2 separate regions of the Mus musculus genome follow, and region 2 is linked to region 1. Evidence: chromatin contacts called from public HiChIP or PLAC-seq data. All regions are on one chromosome and are shown on one strand. Each heading gives the region's core, a stretch centred on a gene start, on an enhancer-like site or on the middle of the called end of the contact. The rest is flanking DNA. Distances are from core to core; before and after follow the strand shown. Region 1 holds the start of Rangap1 (RAN GTPase activating protein 1). Region 2 has its middle 22 kb from the start of Tob2.

Region 1 (7,913 bases), core at 1,943-4,442:
ACTATACCTTAAACCCCAACAAACAACTTCATTCATGCATTCATTCATATACAGGGTCTCAATGTGTATCTCTGGCTGGCTTGAATTCAGTCTGTAGATCAAGGTGGCCTCAAAGTCAGAGAGGCCTCAGCTTCTGCCTTCCCAGTGCTGGGCTTACAGGTGTGTGCTATCATGCCAGCAAACGGTATGTAAAGACTACAAATGAACAGCCAGATAAACATAAAAAATGCACCAAGGAAAGTCTGAGAAAAGTTAAAGCCCAGAGCGTCCACGCACAAGACTCTCCTGTGTACAGATAGCTGGGAGCCTGCCGGGCCCTGTCCTTTCTGAGGTTTATAGACTTTGTTACATAAGCATGATGGTTAAATCACAGGCGTTGATGATAAATCTGAGTACCACTCTCTAATTCTGTTTAGGTTTTTCTAATGACTTCCTCCACCTACCCTAGTACTAACCAAGGGACTCTGAGCCAGCAGTCAGCATTAGGATAGGTGTTTTCTATGCCAGGAAGTAGGACTATAACCAAATATATATTTCATAATGTCACCACCAGAGACAAAGTTGCCCACAGCTGGGAGCTTAACAAATTAGCAGAATGGGAAAGTAGGGCTGGCATACAGCTAAGTGAAGGGACCTATCAGGCATAGGGGGCTGTAGGTTCAAGCCCCAGCACTACCACAGAGAGGAGAGAATGGATAACTCCATGTTCCCCAAAAGAATGTGGCAGGAGGGTTGGGGATTTAGTTCAGTGGTAGAGCGCTTGCCTAGCAAGCCCAAGGCCCTGGGTTCGGTCCTCAGCTCCGGGAAAAAAAAAAAAAAAAAAAAAAAAAAAAGAATGTGGCAGGTAAGCAGGGTGTGGTGGTTTGAATTAGAATAGTCCCATGGGCTCATATACTTGAATTCTCTCTCTACCTTTAGATTGAGTTATAGCTCTCAGACATTGCTCCAGTTTCATGAATGCTACCAATGCCCCTCCAATGTCCTGGGCCTCAAGACAGCCTGCCCATATGAGACTTTCTCTGGGCTTGGCCAGCTGCCCATCATCTTTACTTATTTTACCCCCAAACACCCTGATTTATTAGTCAATAAGCATAAATTACAAGTCAGGATTAAAGCACTCAGCAAAACACTGTATTGAGCACCATGTACTGGATACTGTTTGAAATACCAGGAGAACAAATATCACACACCCCTTGAAGCTTATAATCTAAAATCAAAAATATTTTGCATGTTACTGAAAAAGTACATGGAGCTGAGGAAGGGGCAGTTCAGTGGTAGAACTCTTGCCCAGTATTTGTGAAGGGCTAGTTTCAATCTCTAGCACCACAAAAAATAAAATAATAAAAAAAGGCCAGGTGCTGGGGCACACCTATGATCTAGTATTTGGGAAGGGAGTCAGAAGGATCAGGAGTTCAAGGCCATTCTCAACTACTAGAGGAGCTAAGGTCAGCCTAGACCACAGGAGACCCTGTCTGAAAAAAACAAAAAAAAAAACAACAACAAAAAAACCAACCAACCAACCAAACAAACAAACAAAAAAACCCACACAAACCACCAGGAAAGGGGCAAAGAAGAAGGTGGTTTTTGCCAGTTTTCTTTTGGGGGCAGAGGGTAGGGTTTACAATAGAATGACTAAAGGTGGTGTATGTAAAGAAACTAAAGATATCACTGACTGAGCCAAGCAAAAATCAAGGGAAGAGCATTCCTACAAAGGGAGCAGAATATGCAAAGGCTCATGGGCGACAGGAGGGGCCATGGTCAGAGCAGAGGAGAAAAGATAACAAAGGACATTCTAATTACTGTATCAGTATGAGTGACCAGGAGGGTCCCTGGAAGGTTTCAAGCAACTAAGCGTACACCAAGCTGTTTTTGACAGGAACAGGGTCCCAGTATAAGGCCTGATATTCGAGGGCTCAAAGAATGACAACACTGAGAGGTAGTCTCCTCAGACCAAATAAGCTAGTTCAAACCAAATTAAAGTATAAAGGCAGGTTTATTGGGGACAGCGCTCTAGTGGGTTCACTGGTCCCAAAGAAGGAAAGTCGCCTTGCAAACAGGGAGACAGAGGGGTGGGGGAGAGAAGGAAAAACGAGCTCACATATGCAGAAAGTGAGAGAAATGCAGACAGAGGAATGGAAGGGTAAGTGAGAAGACCAAAATGTCAGGATTATATAGTGAAGAGCTTCAGGGGAGAGAAGCAAGCCCAGCCCCGGGACTGGAAACTTCAAGTAGGGACTGAGGGATTCTGGGAGAACCTGGAGGCCATGTCCGCTTTGGTAGGTTAAATAGGCACCTTAGCCAGCTGTCACGGGCCAGAAACCCAACAAACACGAAGATGAGTAAAAATCTATCTGGAATTCAGCCACCTCTTACAGTTCCACGATGGGACAATGAGATTAAAAACTGGTGGTGGTAGGTAGGGCTCCAGGTGGAAGGGACACACAGACACACACACAAGCCCTCCCCAATTCACTTTAAAGAATGACTAACCAAAGCAAAACAGGGATGGTATTGAGCTATCCAAGGTCAGCAGACGGCCTGGGAGAGAGCAGGCACAAACGGTCAATACACAAACGCCCTCTCCTCCTGGGCGGCCGCGTGGGGGACGTCCTCAGGTGCACGGCCATCCATCGACCCAGCCAAGCGTCAGCAGTGACTCATGCCAGGCTTCCCGCGCGGACGTGGGCCGACTGGGTAGGCAACGATGGACTGCGTAGCCCCACCCGGCACGCCAGCCGGCTTCCTACCGCCTCCAGGTGAGATGGATGGCAACGGGAGGCGCCACCGCCGAGAGGAAGCTGTGGCTAGTGGCCACTCTAGGCCTCAGTTTCCCCAAACGTACAAGGGGCAGCGGCGCCCAGCGTCCCATCCCCCAAAGCCGGGCGCAGCGTGATCAAAAGGGTAGAAGCAAGGCGATCGCTTCGCCCCACCCAGACCCTGGTGGCCCAGGCAAGTGACAGGAAGAGCGTGAGGGCCCCGACTCACCACAAATTAGCGGCACCGCGGCGTGGGGGGACGGAACGCGCGCGTCGGTCACTGCTTGAGAGTCCGCGTGGGGGCCAGGCCCAGTGACCAGTCTGCTTGCCTCTCCTTGCTGCCGCGGCTCCTCGTTTAGCTCGTGCACACCACCTGCTCCACGATCCCCAGCGATTATGGCGGCGGAGGAGGATTTTTGAAAGCCGGCAGTTTCTTTCCTTCGATTTGATTTGTTCAAGCCGGAGCGGGGTTTTGCCGGGCCGGCTTGCGGGGCCTACTGGGAAAGGAAGTCCTGTCCTCCGGCGCTGGCATGGCGGGACGCGCGCGATGAACTACAATTCCCATGATGCAGAGCGCTCGGACTTCGCAACCCTCCTCTCCGCCCTCTCGGCTTCTGGCTCTTTCTCTACAGTACTCTGTGGGATGGTATTTGACGGAAGCGCCCGCAGACTACAAATCCCGACAGACCATGCCGCGAAGTAGCCGCACCCTTCCGTAGAGGTTAGCGCTCATTCATGCAACTTTATTGACAAAGGCGAAACAGTGAATCACTGGATCACTTCAGCATTGATAGGGATCTACTTGCTAAAAGAAATGACTTTAAAAACAAATTCTAATTCCCCTGAAATTGAAAGGAAACTCCAAAGATAATTTTTAAAAATGGAGAAAGTCATTTTGTAATAGAGACAAACTCCAGGCATCGCCTTAACCAACTGGTTCATATTAACATCAATATGAACACAGCATGGCGCACTGATGACACAGCATGGCTGTCCATTCTTCAAATGGATAAAATTAATCAAATCAGAGAGAAAGAGACGGAGAAACAGAGAGCCGGGGAGGGTGGGGAGAAAGAGAGAAAGAGAGAGAGAAAGGAGAGAAACAAAAGCCAAAACCATCTTCCAGAATAACTGGTCTGTATTGTTCCAAATTCTCCTGTGCCATTCAATTTGAAGAATGTTACTCCTTAAAGCCTATGGAAGCCGGGCAGTGGTGGCCCACGCCTTTAATCCCAGCACTCGGGAGGCAGAGGCAGGTGGATTTCTGAGTTTGAGGCCAACCTGGTCTACAAAGTGAGTTCCAGGACAGCCAGGGCTATACAGAGAAACCCTGTCTCGAAAAAAACAAACAAACAAAAAAGACTATGGAAAACGGTTGCTCTGGGGCATAGCTCAATGATAAGTGTATGCATTGAGTTTGAGTTCATCCCCAGCCCTAAAAATTAAACAAATAAATATGAAACAGACATGTTTAATAAGTGAAATACCCGGGCCTGGGTTTCATCTTTCACGGGGCAACAGAGATTTGCTATAAAGGACAATACTAAAATAATTAGCAAAATGTGTCTGTATAGTAAGTGTTACTATCAATATAAGGTGGGTTTTTTTTTGTTTTTGTTTTTTGCTTTTTGTACTGTGGAGTATGTGTGATAGTGTGAAATAAAGTAAGAGAAGTCTTTTTACTCTTCCTGGCATGTACTTCTAATGTCCTTGGCAGACACCCAACCATTGTATGCTGCAAAAATCAGTGAATGCTGGGTGTGTGGGAAAATACTCTATATGGAATCCTTGTCTGTCTGATTGTTGAATGAGAGATTGGGGTGACATGTATTTTCTTCTATATTTTCTTTCTTCTTGGAGAAAACTGCTGAAATGATTAGAGATAAAGAGACATGATGTTTAAAACTTATCCTCAAAGAGTATTATTATTATTTTTTTTTAAATGTGTGGAGTAGGGCTGGAGTGTTGACTCGGCAGGTAAGTCACACATCCAGAAGACGCAGGTTCAAGTCCCAGCACCCACAGGGCAGTTCACAGAAGTCTGGAACTACAGTTCCAGGAGATCCAAAGCCTTCTTCTGACCTCAGCATGCATTGCATACATGTAGGGCACAAACATACTTGCAGGCAGAAACATATAATATATATATACTTTTTTGTTGTTTTTTTTTTTGTTTTGTTTTTTTTTGAGACAGGGTTTCTCTGTATAGCCCTGGTTGTCCTGGAACTCACTTTGTAGACCAGGCTGGCCTCGAACTCAGAAATCCGTCTGCCTCTGCCTCCCAAGTGCTGGGATTAAAGGTGTGCACCACCACTGCCTGGCTTATACTTTTTCTTTCTCTCCAGCCCCCAATCGATAATACTTGAAAATAGGTTTTCCCCACGTATCCCTGGCTGTTCAAGAACTTGCTCTGTAGTCCACGCTGGCCTAGAACTTGGATATCCACCTGCGTTTGCCTCCTGAGTGCTGGGATTAAAAGTGTGCACCACCACCACCACCAGGGTAACTTTTTTGACCGTTATATAAAGAAAATGTTAGTTATAATTGCTTCAGGTCCTCTCCAAGAGCAGCATGTGCTCTTAATGTCAGCGCTGTCTCTCCAGTATGCATGAAGTTTGTTTGTTTGTTTTATGGAAGGTTTGCACATTGTTTACTTTTAGACAAGATCAGTCTTAAACATAGCCCAAGCTGTCCTAGAACTTAAGATCTCTTGACTTAGCCTCCCAAGTGCGGGGATGAACACACTGCAATACCTTGAGAACTGAAGCGGTGATTAATGCCTTCCTTTATTGACTGTGTTACGGTCGTCTGTCTGTCACTAGCTGATCTTGTGTGTGAAGTCACGCTCCTCTCTTTTACAAGGATTGTTATTTCATGTGTACGGGTGTTTTGGCTGCACGGATATCTGTCCACTATGTATGTGTGGTGCACACTTGATGTGAGCTGCCACACGGGCACAGGGAATTGAACCCTGGTCCCTCTGGAAGAGGAGCAAGTTCTACATGCTGAATGCTATATTCAGCCTCTTCAAAAAAATTAAATTGTATTATTTTATGTCTATTAGTGTACTGCTTTCATGTACATCTGTGTGTTTCTTGTACCTTGTGCCCATGGAAACCAGAGGATGTCAAATCCTCTGGAAATAGAGTTATAGACAGGCTCAAACCACCAGGTGGGTGCTGGAAATCGAAACCAGGTTCTCTGGAGGAGCATCCAGTGTTCTTCAGCACTCAGCCATCTCTCCAGCCCTCCTCCACTACCACTACTTCCAGTGAGGAAAACTTTTTACATTTATTTTGTGTGTGTGTGTATGTATGTGTGTGTGTGTGTGTGTGTGTGTATGCATGCGCGCTTCAGGCTTGGCATCTGGCAGCTTTTCCCAGTGACTTATCTCAATGGCCTATGACGTTCTTTCTTTCTTTTTTCTCACTCTCACATTTGAGAATCTAAATTCAAGGATGAGTTCGAACTCCTGATCCTCTGCCCTTTGCTCTTAAATATTAAAATTACAGAAGTGCCCCATAATGTCTAGTCTGTGGTCTATTTATTTACTTGAGACAGGGGCTTATTGCAGTTGCTTTTCTCTTGCTGTGATTTGTGTGTGTGTATGTGTGTATGGTTTTTTTTTGTTTTTTGTTTTTTTTTGTTTTTGAGACAGGGTTTCTCTGTATAGCCCTAGCTGTCCTGGAACTCACTCTGTAGACCAGGCTGGCCTCGAACTCAGAAATCCGCCTGCCTCTGCCTCCCGAGTGCTGGGATTAAAGGCGTGTGCCACCACGCCCGGCTTCTTGCTGTGATTTAAAAAAAAAAAAAAAAAGGGGCAATTTAGGGCTGGAGAGATGGTTCAGCAGTTAAGAACACTCGCTGCTCTTCCACAGGACCGAGGCTCAAATCCCAGTATACACATGGCAGTTCGCAACTGCCTATAATTCCAGTTCCAGGGCATCTGACACCCTCATACAGACATATGTGGAGGCAAAGCACCAATGTAAATAAAATTTTTAAAGTTTATTTTTTAAAGGCAACTTCTAGAAGAAAGAGTTCTTTTGGTTTTATGGTTCTGGGGGGTACGAGTCTGTGATGTCGGGGAAGAGCAGCAGAGGAATGGGCACACCATACTGGCAGGAAGTGGATGTTGAAAGCCCCGATCTTTATGAGCTCACAAAACAGAGAAGGTGAACTAGAAATGACAGGAGCAGTAGGTAAACTCTCCCAGGACCTTACTTCCTGCTGCAAGCTCACACCTCCTAAGCCTCCACAAACACAGTAGAGGACCAAGGATTCAAATGCCCAAAATGGATCTAGGCATTTCTCATTCAAACATCACTTTCCAGCCCCCTGGCTCCCATAGGCTCCTTGCCTTCTCATAATGCAAAGTGCATTCAGTCCAACTTAACTAGTCCCCATATACTTTCAGAGTCTTAGCACTATTTGAAAGACCAAAGTCAGCCTGGTGGTGGTGGTGCATGCCTTTAATCCCAGCACTTGGGAGGCAGAGGCAGGCAGAGCTCCGAGTTTGAGGCCAGTCAGGTTTAAAGATGGAGTTTCATTGGGAAGTCCCCTAAGGAATAAAGACCTTGGAAATAGAAAAGTTTTGGTTTCCCAGGGAAGCAGAAGCGGTTCCTCGGAGGAAGCTCCTGACAATAGGCGGTCAATCCGAGAAGGCTCAGACAAAGGTAGGATAAGCCTCATCAAATATAAAGAGACTAACATAGCAGCCAATCAGAAACTGACCTATGTAAAATAACAGGCACCTACCAATGAAGTTTTAGATTACCTAACCCTAGTTAGAATCCCCTAGTTCTCTATAAAAAGTCCTGTGAACCTTTGTCTGGTGGGGTTGGGGAAGGGGTGTCACAATTTTGATGAACGGTTGACCCCTGCGTGCTGTTAAATTCTGCAGAATAAATGCTCTTTGATGCATACTATTTGTGTCTGGGGTCTTCCTTTAGCAATTCTTGGACTCCAACAACAGGACAGCCAGGACTATAGAGTAAAACCCTGTCTTGAAAAACAAAGGAGGTTGGAGATATGGCTCAACAGTTAAGAGCACTGACTGCTCTTCCAGAGGTCCTGAGCTCAATTCCCAGCCACCACATGGGGGCTCACAACCATCTGTAATGGGATCCGATGCCCTTTTCTGATGTGTCTGAAGAC
Region 2 (7,913 bases), core at 3,076-5,575, 110 kb after region 1:
TGCTTAATGTCCTGCTGTCAAATAGGAAGTCTCTGGGGCCTCCCCTGCCCTGAGGCCTGTGGTCTGAAATATTCATGCATCTTCAGGGGTGTGTGTGTGTGTGTGTGTGTGTGTGTGTGTGTGTATCAAGGCCTAAGAGTAAATGTGTACCTACCTCCAGGATCCCTCTCACTTTGGCAGAAGGCCACGAACCAAGAGATGAGGGAATCTCCTCCTCATGCCAGGAGGCCCAGAACCAAATGAGCAACTCAGTCAGGAGTGTGGCAGTACCCTTGAAGAGGGCTGGACACCCCACTTGTACTGTTCCCAGCCCCATCCATTTTGACTCGAATAATCTCTCTCCCTCTTGCGACAGTTCTTCCTTATCTGGATGATATTTACATGTGTTTACATTCAGACTCTTGCAGGTGTTTCCTCCTAAGCCAGCATAACACTGATTCTCAACCCTGGCCCCTAAACAAGGAGACTGTGTGAACCTGCTTGGGGGTTGGGGGTTGGAAGCAGGGGCTGAGGGGGTGAGGGAGTGATGGAGAAGGTTATTTCCCTATGTTCAGAGTCAGGCTAGCTGAATTTCTGAACATTCATCAAACATTTATGTGTAAACGGTGATCTGTTTCATTCTCAGAATAATCCTTTAAGCCATGTGTGTGTGTGTGTGTGTGTGTGTAACTGAACTCAAGGCAGTAAACATGATAGGTATGTGTTCTACCACTGAGCTACACACCCAACCCCCTTTTGAAGTATTTTCTACCCACTTTACAGATGAGAACACTGAGAATTCCGTGGTTAAAAGCACAAACTGCTCTTGCAGAGGATTTGAATTCGGTTCCCAGCATCCACATCAACTGGGAGAGCTCGGACATCTGAGGTCTCTGTGGACATTTTCTTGTGTTTACCTCCACATACATAGGCACATACATAATTAAAAACAATAAACACCTTATTTTTAAAAGAGAAAAATCAGGATCCCAAGGATTCACACAGGGAGTTGGCTTTAAACCCCAGCCCTGGGGACCTTCTTGCTGACACACTGCAGTGTGGAGCTAGAGAAGGGGCCTAGGATCCTTCTCTTTTGGGCTTCTGCCCATCTGCTAGGAAATAAATATGCCTGCTCTTTTGGTTCAAGGGATAATATGTCCCTTGGGGAGATGAAAGGGAGTGGGCTGTTAGCAGGAGGTAGAAAGGTTCCCAGAGTTTTGGGGACTCTAAGCATATATAGGGCTCTGTAGTTCTCAGAGCATCCTGAACCATTTGCCAGAAGTGAGTCCTCAGGGGTATGTAGAGCCTGAGGCCCTCATCCTTCGCACGAAGTGTCAAGGCTACTCCCCTGACCCCAGATGTCTCCTGGAGGCCCTGTCAGCATTGTACTCTCCTTCATATCCCCATAACCTCTAGACTTCTAAGCCTTGGGGACAAGGACCAGGTTGGAGTCCCAGGATCCACAACTGGACTGTTAAAGTTTCCCAGCAGTGTTTACAGAGAGACAAAGAAGCTGGCGCTGTCCAAACACTCCTAGTTGTCAGGACATAAGCTTGGTGTTTCTCGGGTGTGTTCCCAAGCAGTCTTTCCCAGCCCCTCTGGAACTACATTTTGGTAACTCCACTGTGCAAGTAACAGTGGCACAGAGCAGTCCAGCTGAGAAATGCCATGGGCAGGATTCACACTGAGGTCTGTCTAGGTCCAGAGTCTATGCCTTACCTTCTTGCTGCTCTAAATTGAACTGTTAAGAGGCAATGGTGGATCAAACCTTTGATCCCAGCACTCAGGAGGCAGAGGCAAGTGGATGTCTGTGAGTTGGAGGCCAGCCTGGTCTACACAGCTAGGTCCTTATCTTTAAAAAAAACAAAAAGAAAACCAAAGTCAGCTTGGGTAGCTGCTCCAAGAGAGCCTCCCTGATGACTGTCAGCCCTGGCCTTGGGATCTCGGATTCCCCTCTACTCTCTGGGTTTTAGGTTCCTCCTGGAGACTCAAGCAGCTCCTTCTCATGAGACCCATCTGTTTACCTGGGCAGGCCTGGATTTTGTGACTACAAACACTGAGCACTGGCCTGGCTTCCCCATGGCCTCTCAGGAGCCTGAAGGGTGCCTGCCAAGCCTACGTACTAATTTGAGATGTTGGGAACAGGACAGGGAGTGTGAGGTGGGGTAAGCTGAGGGGAGGGTGGGGAGCTGGCCAAGGTCTGAGAGTTTAAAAATACATCCTGTCAGCTAGAGCCTGGTCTCCTAGGGCCTAGTGACATCACAGGGGCACAGGATGTCCCTGGCAGAGGCTGGAAATAGCAGAGAGGGGACATGGCAGGGGGAGGAGCTGAGGGGCTTCTGAGCTACCCCTTTCTGTGCCTGGAAGCTGTGTTTGCAGACATCACCTGTCTAGGGTCAAAAGGGGTCACCAGTCACATTCCTCAAGAGATTCCGAACTGCATCTGAAAAAAAAAATGGGGACCAGGGAGATTGTGCCTGAGACCCCACTTGGAGAGAGATGGGAGTCCCTGGACACAAGCTAGCGAGTCTGGCTTAGCATTTGTGATCCTGGAAGTCTGCTGGGCATGGGTGAGAGGAGCATTAGTTGGCAGAGAGCCTCCCTCCCCTCAGTGGAGGGCTGAGGCAGACTCCCAGAGCAGATGCTCATTCAGCCTTTGATGTGACTGATGGGCTATCAGAGCCACACACCCCCCCCAACCCCCCCAACCCCCCCCCCCCGTCCCCCGTCCCTGCTCCTCACTCCCAGCAGCAGGAGCGGCTAGGTCGGGAGTAGCGCTGTCAATGTTATAGATGACACCAAGACCCAGGGTGGACAGAGTGGCCTGCTCCAAGCCAGACCCCCAAGCACATCACGGATGGCTAGGATGGGATCTGGCCTTCCTAGTTCAGTAGCTAGTGAGAAAGGAACCAGCTCTATCGCCAAGATGGACCTTAGGGGTGAGAAAGAGGCTGGAGTTCACCTCTCCCTCTTCCCCTCCTGCCCCTGCTGTGCTCTGAACAAAGTCCAGCCCATCATCTGACCAAGATTCTCCTCAGGGCAGCCTCCTCTCTCTTGAATCTGCACCCATAAGCCTCAGCCTCACCAGGAGCTCCCAGATCTCTGAAGTGATTGCTGATTCAGGCCTCTGAACAGTTACTTGTACTGCCTCTGCTGTGTGGCTTGACCTCACCTGTCTCTGCCCAGGAACCTTCTAGCAGGCTTTAGCCCTGAGCCACCACTGCGCCGTCAGACCACAGTCATGATAATGGCAGTGATTATTGCTATGGTTTTTCTCTTCCTGGGCCAACCTTTTCTTAATAGCTGTACCCTCATTTTTATTCATCTCTCCAATCCTGGTGTCAATGTCTAACCAATGCCAGGATAAAGGAATTAAATTGGGTCTTGAGTCCGCCGCATTCTGGAACGGGCTTTGTTCGAGTCTCATGTCCTCTCCAAACCTGATAAATGGGGGCAAGGTCCAGGTCCAGGCTGGGGTTGGCTGTATCTAGTAGTAAGCATTAAAGGGCTGGGGACTGAAAGGTCAAGACTGGCTGTTCCTGGCCCCATCTGTCCTCCATCTATCTATCACATGCTCTCTGCCCCGACTTTCCACCCACCTCATAAAATCAATGCAGCCTCAATCCCCGGCCTGCCCCTCCTACCTGACTTGGTTCCCAAACTTTATAAACTCTGGGGAGAGTTTATAAAGAGACAGTTTGGAGAGAGACACTTTGGAGGTAAACAGACTCTCGTGGGTTCAGTGGCCAGCCTGGGATGTCTAACGACTGACTGTTAGAAAACAAAGCAAAATCAAACCAAACTCTGAGAACCCAGAACCTCAGCTTTTGCTAAGGTGACCCGTGTATAAGTGCGCGCGCTGAGGTTTCGGGGTGGGGTGGGGGGTGACTGTTGTGGAAACCTGGATCCAGCAGTGTTGAGCAGCCTTGCAGTGACTGCAACCCTGCTTTAGGGGCGCCTCCCTGGGGCAGCACAGAAGTAGAGGACGATGCCCTGATCAAGAGAGAAAATGCAGTCTGTAATCCGCCACGGTCTTGCCCCACCCCACCCCCACCCCCACTTCCTTCTTTTCCAGGAGTGAGGGTCTGTGCCAGCCCTGGCACCCGCAGAACCGGCTCTAGGCTGCAGGGCCCAGATAAATATCCTCAAGGCGGATCTCATCCTCATCGCAAGGAGGCCGCAGGAATCGAACTGTGGCCTGGCAGGGAGTGGGGGTGGGGCGTGGAGCTGAGGCCGAGGACCTCATGCGCAGGTACTCCTGAAACACCGACTCCACTCCTCTGTCCTAGCATCCCAGCTACCCTCCTCCCTCCCTAAATCCCTACTCATGCTCCTCCCTCTTCAGGCCCTGGACACGGAGGCCAGCACGGCGGGCGCCGAGGGGGCTGTGTAGTCACGCGCAGGGAACAGCAGGCTATTCATAGGAGGACGTCCCCGCCTGCCCGGCCCTCGACTCGCCTTACATAACCCTCCTTTCCTTCTTCCTCCTGTGCGCTCTGCGGGGCGGGGGAGTAGCGCTGGGAGCCTCCTGCTTTCTCTGACAGCCCCCAGGGAAGTGAAGCACACCCCGCGCCAATGGGCGTGGTTGGCCAGGTCCACAGAGGTGGGTGAAACCCCCCCTACCCCAACTTGGGGCCTTGGCTTCTCTAATTGGAGGTACCCTGCTTAGGAACTTTCTTTTACAACCACTCCACCGTGTCAGAGAAGCTCAAGGTGGCTGTGCCTTGCTTCTTCTCATGACTTGGGGCACCTGTGCTTCTTAGTCTCAGTATGCCTACCTACAAAATGGCCTTTTCTTCTAGCTTAGAAAGAAAGAAAGAAAGAAAAAAAAAAAAGCCTTGTCATCTGGTTAAATAGCCAGGTGACTGGGAAACTTAGTGTCCTCTGATACCCTCACAACGAACCTGGTATACAGAAGGGAAAGTGCCCAACCCGGAATCCCTGGGGCAGTCAACTCCTTGTGGACCTTAGTCCCTGCTCTGGCAGCCTGTGGTCCTGCTTGCCTCTTGGCTCAGGAAGGTCACAGGTGGAGCTGGAGCCCGTGTCTGGTGGCATGAGGACTCCCAGAAATATCTAACAGTCACTGTAGCCCCTCAACCACGTCCCCACCTCAGGGAGACCACTGTCTGTGGCGAGGTGTTTGCCTGAAGGATTTGGGGGTTGGTTTTGTGTTTTGTTCTGTGTAGCCCTGGCAGGCCTATCTGGAAGTCACAAAGATTCACCTGCCTCAGCCTCTCAAGTGCTAGGATTAAAGACCGGTATGGGACTCACTATGTAGCTCAGACTGGCCTCAGAATTGAAGCAGTCCCAGATAGGTCCACTCCCTACTTCTCCAACCCCTCCCCCATTTTGAGCACCAATAAGAGTAAATATTCTAGGATGGGGAGACATCTGGACCTTCCCTGATGCTGGCAGCAAAGTGGAGACTGTCACTTCTCCCCTCTCCCTAGCTTGGTTTACCAGCAGGGTGAGAACCATTGTCCCTGTTCTACTTAGTGGCCTGGAATGTGAGCCAGAGCTTTATGCTCATCTTACCTACAAACAACAAAGGGGAGGGAACAGCAGTATCCTTTCATAGTTGAGGAAACCAAGGGATGAATATGTGGCATCCTGGCTTGTGGTTTTCTTAGCATTTCTGGGTTGCAGCCAGCCTCTGCATTGGAGAAGAAAATATAAAGGTCTGTCCGGGGAGCTGGAGAGGTGCCTCAACAGTTACAAGTGCTTAATACTTTTACAAACAACCTAAGTTCCATTCCCAGAACCAGTATCAGACAGCTCAGCTCACAACTGCATGTAACTTCAGCTCCAGAGGAACCTGACAGTGGTAGAGCCTTGCCCTAACATGGGTGAGGTCCTACACTCAATCTCGAGTACTGGGGAGGGAAAGAGAGAAGGAGAACCAAGCTGGGCAATATAGTAAGATCTTAAGAAGAAAGAGAGAGAGAGAGAGAGAGAGAGAGAGAGAGAGAGAGAGAGAGAGAGAGAGAGAGAGACTGGTGAGATGGAGCAGGGGTCCTGAGTTCAGTTTCCAGCAAGCACATGGTGGCTCACAACCATCTGTAATGAAATCTGATGCCCTCTTCTTGTGTTTTTGAAGACAGCAACAGCCGGGCAGTGGTGGCGCACACCTTTGATCCCAGCCCTTGGGAGGCAGAAGCAGGTAGATTTCTGAGTTTGAGGCCAGCCTGGTCTACAGAGTGAGTTCCAGCCAGGGCTATACAGAGAAACCATGTCTCGAAAAACCAAAACAAAAAACAAAAACAAAACAGAAGAAGACAGCAACAGTATGCTCACATTCATAAAATAAATAAATCTTTAAATAAAGTGGGGCGGTGGTGGCACATGTCTTTAATTCTAGCACTCAGGAGGCAGAGGTAAGTGGATTTCTGAGTTCAAGGTCAGCCTGGTCTATAGAGTGAGTTCCAGGACAACAGGACAGCTAAGGCTACAAAGAGAAACCCTGTTTTGAAAACACACACACACACATACACACACACAGACTGGGAAACTGGTAGCCACCCTCTTGTCAAGCTGCACACTTTGTGAGTGGCACTGCCACAGACCCACATGTGACCCTATCACCCACTATTGCCCTCAGTAAATGTTTGCTGAGTCATGAAGGAATGCCTGTAACCACCACCTAACCCCCCCTCCAACCCTCCCCCCCACCGCCCCCAAGAAGTCCAGCTTTCCTAAGTACTTGGCTCACGTTCCTGAGACTCTGCCAACAATACCTTAAATGAGCCCCGGCATCTGGGGTCAGCTACTGGGTCCCAAAGAGCCCCTTAGCCCTTCTCTGATTCAGTCCCAGCCTTTGAGAGCCCTCTAGGGCTCACTCAGCTGACCTTTACACTTTGGCCAACAAGGGAAGCTGGTGGAGAGCCTCTACCCGTCTGCGGTGCGTCCCTCATGTAGGAAATGAAGGTGGCGGGGCAACTCTGGCGTTTTCAACGGTGCCCGTTAAAGTTCCTGGCACACACGAGCCTTGCTGCTTATGAATGCGGGCGGTCACCATAGTGAAACTTACTCCACAGTGCTTTTTGTCGGGGTCACCATTTCACTGCCTTCCACACTCACACCCGAAGAAGCAGATGCCATTTTTCAGCTAAAGAACTGAAATGCGGGTGGGTGGGTGGGTGGTGCGCACCTTAAATCCTGGCACTCAGGAGGCAGAGGCCCGCAGATGGCTGTAACTTCGAGGCCAGTCAAGGCTGCATAGTGAGACCCTGTCTCAGAATTTCAAAACAAAACAAAAATGGAGGAGAGGAGTCAGAGAGGTTGTAACTTAACCCACACAGCTAGTAAGGACGTGAGGTAAGGAATCCGGGCCAGCATTTTGGGGTTCTGTTCTCATGAGAATTTTGCTCAAATGATAGCAGTCCGTGATCCAGGGAAACAGGTAGGAGGTAGAGAGGGATTGCCAAGGTCCCCAGGGGATGTCAGATTCCTTCCTCCAAAGAGCTGGCCCTCTCCTTGGCCAAGGTGGCAGGACAGGTTGTTAGAACAAGCCCTTTGCTCAGACTGGCTGCCCCCCACCCAGTCGGCCAGCTGCCCACACCCTCTGCCAGCCACTGTTCCCTGTCAGTCAGCCAAGCTGTGAAGCAGTCTAGGACATTGTGTCCAGAGAGAGGTCCCAGCATGCTTCCTACCTCTGAGACCCATGGTGCTAAACTGGCCCGCCTCTCTGGGCCTTAGGCCAACCTGGCCTCATCCCCAGCCATGACACAACAGAAGGCTGGAGCTGCCCTCCCAACGACTGAGGTTCAGCTAGCTCTCTGCTTACCTTGCTTCCAGCCTTTCCTAAGAGGGGTACGCTGCTCATGCCCTTTGCCCGGAGGCCAACCTCTGACAAGTCCCATGGGCCAAGCTCCCAGGAGCCTCTTGGGACAAGTTAGCTGGACGCTGGGACGCCTGTTTTCTCACTTACACATTTT

The links. HiChIP or PLAC-seq counts read pairs in DNA pulled down with a chosen protein or histone mark.
Region 2: a contact with region 1 is called in an H3K27ac HiChIP or PLAC-seq map of microglia, with 3 times the contacts expected there. The contact joins the enhancer-like site here to the promoter of Rangap1 in region 1. A contact is called at or near these places in 8 of 39 promoter capture datasets (the C10 cell line, the HPC-7 cell line, cranial neural crest and 3 more), 1 of 484 Hi-C or Micro-C datasets (B cells), 5 of 115 datasets of contacts at active chromatin or transcription factors (the NIH/3T3 cell line, effector CD8 T cells, embryonic stem cells and 2 more) and 3 of 9 other capture datasets (adipose tissue, liver and pancreatic islet).

What each region holds. Positions count from the first base shown.
Region 1 is chr15:81,726,727-81,734,639 of GRCm38.p6, forward strand. Rangap1 (RAN GTPase activating protein 1) reads right to left here and starts at 3,193. Exons shown (of 16, transcript NM_001146174.1): 1 at 2,986-3,193.
Region 2 is chr15:81,832,211-81,840,123 of GRCm38.p6, forward strand. No RefSeq gene overlaps it. Among named protein-coding and RNA genes, the nearest start is that of Tob2, 22 kb to the right of the region's middle. Within about 2 kb of position 4,326, at least 217 of the 459 cell types and tissues checked have an H3K27ac peak or open chromatin away from gene starts, as enhancers often do. A contact at or near this core is called in adipose tissue, liver, microglia and 1 more, where this site is marked.